Linked DNA regions of Gossypium hirsutum: region 1 is linked to region 2. The links are chromatin contacts, called in public Hi-C maps. All regions are on one chromosome and are shown on one strand. The core of a region is the stretch at or near the end of the contact, and the rest is flanking DNA. Distances in the headings are between cores, read along the strand shown.

Region 1 (2,873 bases), core at 218-2,717, 62 kb after region 2:
GAATAATTCGAATAATTCGAATATCAAACTATAATATTTTACATTTTTACCCCAAACTCCCAAATATTTTTACTTTTTCCTCAAAACTTTTACTCCTTCCCACTTTCCCCCCAAAACTTTTACTCTCCTCCCCTCCTAACCCCCCAATCTACCCAAAATCCATTTCCCACCAAAATTTTACTCTCCCATTTATTTTTTTTTCAAAATTTTACTCTCAAAAACCCTCAAAACCTTTTATTTTCCCCCAAAATTTTTACTCCCTCCCATTTTTCCCCTAAAACTTTTATTCCCTTCCCATCTCACCTCCCATCTATCCCAAACCCTCCCCCCTCCAATTTTCTTTTTAATATTTTCCCTCTAAAATTTTACTCCCCTATTTACTTTCCCTCAAACTTTTATTCCCAAAACTTTTTATTTTTCCCCTAAACTTTTACTTATCACCCTTTACTCTCAAATAAAAAATCAAAATTATCCAAAAAAAATCACTAAACATAAATAGTAATAATTTTATTTATATCTACTATTTATATTATTAAATTAAATTTCACATTTTATATTATTTATATTATTGAATTGTTTAGTCATATTGAATATTTATATTAAAATTGAATTATTAATTATGCCATAAAATATTCGTGTTAAAACTTTATATTGGTATCAATTTCACATTTTATTTTTAAAATAACTTTTATTAAAAAATCATATTTTTACATTTAATATATTTTTTAATTCTAAAATACATAGTGATAAGAATTTGAAGACAATTGAAACAACTAAGCAAGCAAAGAAGCTAACCAATATATAAAAAATTAATAAATAAATTATGAAGTGATGAAAGTTAATAAAAAATTTGATTAAGGTGGACAAATTTTATTACGATGGGTACAATGGTTACAAGAATCCAAAATTATTTTTTAAAATTTAACTCGAACAAATATATTCGATTCGAATTCCATCTCACTCGACTCGATTTGAGAAAACTTCAAATAAAGTTAAGATGATAAAATGAGATTCGAAAACTCGATTAACTCGAAAATTTTCGATTCGATTCGATTCGATTCGATCGAATGCTCACCCCTACTCAGAATCTCTCTCTCTCTATGTATATATGATTCCATAATCTTCATTTTTAAGAATCATTCTTGAAACTCACTGTGAGAAACATCCAATGATCTCAGCATTTTCTCCTACTCAACTCTTGCTCCTCATCTTTATAACCATCTCCTGGATTTTTGCAACAGTTGAAGCTCAAAGCAATGTAAGCGTAGGTGGTTTTCTATCTGCCGATGGTACAAACACGGCATGGCGATCCCCCTCCGGTGATTTTGCCTTGGGTTTTATTGCCATTCAGGGCCAAGAACATCTCTTCCTTCTTGCAATTTGGTATGCTAGCATACCAGAGACAACCATCGTCTGGTATGCTAATTATAGGGAGACTCCAGCAGTAGCAGCTCGAAATTCAAAGGTCGAGCTTACCGGGACCGGCCATCTTGTGCTTAAAGACCCTGGAAACAAAGAGTTGTGGAGGTCCCAAAGCCTTACTAATGATTCTCAAGTATCTCATGCAGCCATGCTTGATACAGGGAACTTTGTGATATCGAGTCAAAACTCAGGCAACATATGGGAAAGCTTCAAATATCCAACGGATACCATCTTACCCTCACAAGAATTGGATGTTAATCAGAGTCTTTCATCAGTTCTGGCTGAAGCAAACTACAGTAAGGGGAAATATCAACTTCGTTTTAACCAAGGATCTTTCATACTTAACCAAATTGATATGTTCACCAAAAAACCTTACAATAATTATTATAGTTTCGGGGATGGTTCTCGGTTGATCTTCAACGGCACGGGGCGTATTCAATATCTGAATTCAAGTGGAAGTATAATCAACCTTGCACCAATAAACACTGTTCCGAAACCAGAATCATACTACTACAGGGCAACACTTGGTTTTGATGGAGTTTTTACTCTCTATTCTTATCCAAGGAACCCTAGTGCTGGTGGTAGAAGCTGGTCTGTCTTGTGGTTTAAGCCGGACGATATTTGCTCGAGCTTTGTCGACAGTACAGCTAGACTTGGAACTGGACCATGCGGATATAACAGCATTTGTGAGCCTGTCAATGGGAGGCCTAATTGCACATGTCCCCCTGGATTTTCCTTTTTGGATGAAAAGAATACACACATTGGCTGCAAACAAGATTATACAAGCTCCGCTGAAGATTGCAACCCAGACGGGTCCACCGTAGAGGAAGATCGGTTTGAATTCAGGTCAATATTATTTGCAGATTTCCCTTTCAGTGACTATGGCATATTGCAGCCAGCAACTGAGTTCGAATGTAGGCAATCTTGCCTTCTTGACTGTACTTGTGCAGTTGCCATTTTACAGGATCCATCTTTAAGTCCAGATGGAACTGGAACTTGTTGGAAAAAGAAATTACCACTCTCAAATGGGCGGTTTAACAGAGTAGATATTGACAGAACGGCCCTATTTAAGGTACCAAAGTCAAATGCCTCTAGGAGAAGCCCTGACACTCCTAAACCAAGCGATGGAAATCGGAATGCTGCTATTTTGATCCTTTCAGTTCTCTTAGGTACCTCAGCAATCTTCAACTTCTCCTTTTTAGCTGCAATTGCCTTGATATTCTTTTGCTTATACCGAAGACGGCTACAACACTTGGATGGTGTTCATAGTCATAGCAGAGGAGATTTAGAGACTAATCTGCGTTCATTCACATACAAAGAGCTTGAACAAGCCACAAACGGATTCAAAGAAGAGCTAGGAAGGGGGGCTTTCGGCACGGTTTATAAAGGAGAACTGTCACCAAGCTACGGAAACTATGTCGCCGTCAAGAAATTAGGAAAGGTTGTACAAG
Region 2 (2,701 bases), core at 2-2,501:
AAGGCTCTCTTTATATAAGTAGAGTTTAGAGAGTTCAACTATAATTAAATTTAATCACTTTAATATTAAATTAATATAATATTTATCAAGATAAATATATTATTTATAATTAAATTCTTTACTTTTTTTTCAATCAATCAAAATGTATTTTTTTTTTTTGTTTTTGCTTTGGCTTCTATCTCATCCATAACAATTACCTTATGCAAAATAGTCGAGTCATGCAATTATTGTTCTTATTATATTATGGAAAGATGCAATTATTGTTAAATTTTTTTGTTGCTAGACATATCATCAAATGTTAAATAAGTATAGTATCTTTTTAAATTCACTCTAATTTTAAAAGTTATTATAGAGGGTAGTTTTTGAGTTTCGATGGAGACGCAAAATTTCGGCAACGATATTGATAGAGATCCTTGCGCTAATGGTGACCAAAATACCAAAAAAGTAAGATTCAAGGAAGCTATTGATGGGGAAGCCACTAATTTGGTTGTTGATTCTGGTCAACTGCTGATTATGTCTTTTAAAGACAAGCTTTTAAAGGGAGGTGTTGACTCCTCTGATGGGAACCTTGAAGGGATTTTCGGAAAGAATGAGAGTGATTTTGAATTATTGGAAGGGGATGTGAATATGTCCATGGTTAATGGGATTCCGGCAATCGCCTTCTCGGATTTCATTAAGGAAATCCTGTTCAAAGAGATGGAATTGACGGTCATTCTCAAGCTGTTAGGGTGTAACATTGGTTATGACGTACTTCACAATCGTATCTTTAATCTCTAGAAACCTGCAAAACCTTTTCATCTAATGGATATCACTAATGGATATTTTTTGGTTAAGTTTTAGGATATTGAAGATTATAACAAAGTATTAACCCAGGGTCCATGGATCATATTCGAGTAATACCTTACTCTGCAACCGTGGACGAAAAACGTTTAATCAAGCACAGCCTTACCCTAGCGTAGTGATGGCTTGGATTCGATTGTCGGGTCTTCCGAGTTACCTATACAAACAAAAAATCATTGAAGCTATTGGAGGACTAATCTAAAAAGTCGTCAAATTAGATTTACAAACTGATAACAAAACCAGAGGATGGTTTGCCCGCTTGGCAATGTTTATCAATCTCAATAAACCACTAGTCTCTCAAGTTTTGGTTGATGGCACGGTTCAACGGGCTGAGTATGAGGCACTCCCAACGGTTTGCTTCTGTTGCAAAAAATATGGTCACGTTAAGGAGTTTTGCCCGTCAGTGGGGTGAATTCGGTTTCGGAGAGCTCTATGGATGCGGTGGTGGCGTCTTCCAGAGATGATGTCGGTGAAGATGGTGAAGGGAATAGAATTGATTACGGGCCGTGGATGTTGGTCGAGAGGAAATCACGGCGTGGTCGACGGGATTCTCGAGTTAATGGGGTAGCAAAATGAGGAAAGAATATGTTGGGGTCTAGATTTTCGCTATTAATTGTGGAGGATCTCTCAGGTGGTGATTTAGGAGGGTCTGATAGGAGTTTTTCGGTGGAGAAAGAAGCTGGTAGTGCTACTATGGTTATGAGGTGTAATAAAGCTAGGGTTAATTCTAGAGGGGATTTGGGCTCTGCTGTGGAAGTAGGCTGTGGTGATGAGGCATGTTTTACGTCTTCAAGTGGGCCTACTTTGGGTTCAAGTACTAGCAAGCCAGGGATTGTTAGGACGGGCCAGGTTAAGGGTGATGTTAGTCTTAAATCGTTGGGAAAATGCCTCTGGTGTCGGATGGGTCTTTTCAAAATGATAAGGACTTGAGAAATAAATTAACCTTTTCTAATTCTATTTCTCTCCTTCTATCTGCAGGCTTGGCACAAACAAAGGTGGATGACGCAAGGATGAACGAGCAGTTGAGTGAGAAGCTTAGTGGGCCAGTAGAGGATAGGCGGCCTGGGCAGGCTGGTCCATTAGCGCATGATGGGTTAAGTCCTAGTGGACTGGACAGCATGTGTTTGAATGGAAAAAATATTAATTTGGATAAGCAATGTTTTGGTGGGATTTCTCCTAATGATATATTAGGATAGGAACTTGTGGAAGTGCAATTGGGTTATTCAAAAAATGCGAGGAATAAGTTGATTCTCAATAATCCCATGTTCGAAGGCCCTAATGAAATTGTGGTCAAATTAGATGCTAATATTTTAGACCCAAATCACCATTCGGTTGTTATTATTAATGAAAATAATGTGTCAAAATCATTCAAGGGTAATAACAAAAATATTTTGGTTAATACTAATAAATCTTTTTCTATTTCAAGAGGGCGTGGTTCTGATAATAAAGTTGGTAATAGTCGTGGTGGAGCTTCGCCTAATCACACGTTCAAGGAAAAGGGAGGTAGATTAAAAAATGTTAGAATTTCTGGAATTCTATAAGCTCTATGGCTAATCTCATCAATTCGCAAGCTGGGCTTAGAGCAGATGAGATTGGTGGCAGTGCTGATGGACAGATTGGTGGCCTTGGTTCCACATCTACATAATATGGTGGTAATTTTAATTTTATTATTTTTAATTTTTATTTTAAGTATGAATTTTACTATTTTTCTGGAATTGTCAAGGTTGTGCTAATTTGAAATTTCTTCGTGTTTTTTGGGAGTATAATAGAGAGCATAAGCCTGATTTGATTGGCCTTTTAGAAATAAGGGTAAGTGGTGTAAAAGCTGATTCTGTTATTACTAAGCTTGATTTTGATTTTT

Evidence for each region. Hi-C and Micro-C count contacts between places; a contact is called where the count stands out from the background.
Region 1: a Hi-C map of leaf shows a contact between it and region 2, with 1.8 times the contacts expected there. The contact joins two enhancer-like sites. A contact is called at or near these places in 8 of 34 Hi-C or Micro-C datasets (hypocotyl, leaf, petal and 1 more).

The regions. Positions count from the first base shown.
Region 1 is chrD01:12,834,109-12,836,981 of Gossypium_hirsutum_v2.1, forward strand. It overlaps the pseudogene LOC107920935. Among protein-coding and RNA genes, the nearest start is that of LOC107921715, 27 kb to the left of the region's middle. Within about 2 kb of position 1,468, at least 4 of the 9 cell types and tissues checked have an H3K27ac peak or open chromatin away from gene starts, as enhancers often do.
Region 2 is chrD01:12,772,525-12,775,225 of Gossypium_hirsutum_v2.1, forward strand. No RefSeq gene overlaps it. Among protein-coding and RNA genes, the nearest start is that of LOC107921715, 35 kb to the right of the region's middle. Within about 2 kb of position 1,252, at least 9 of the 9 cell types and tissues checked have an H3K27ac peak or open chromatin away from gene starts, as enhancers often do.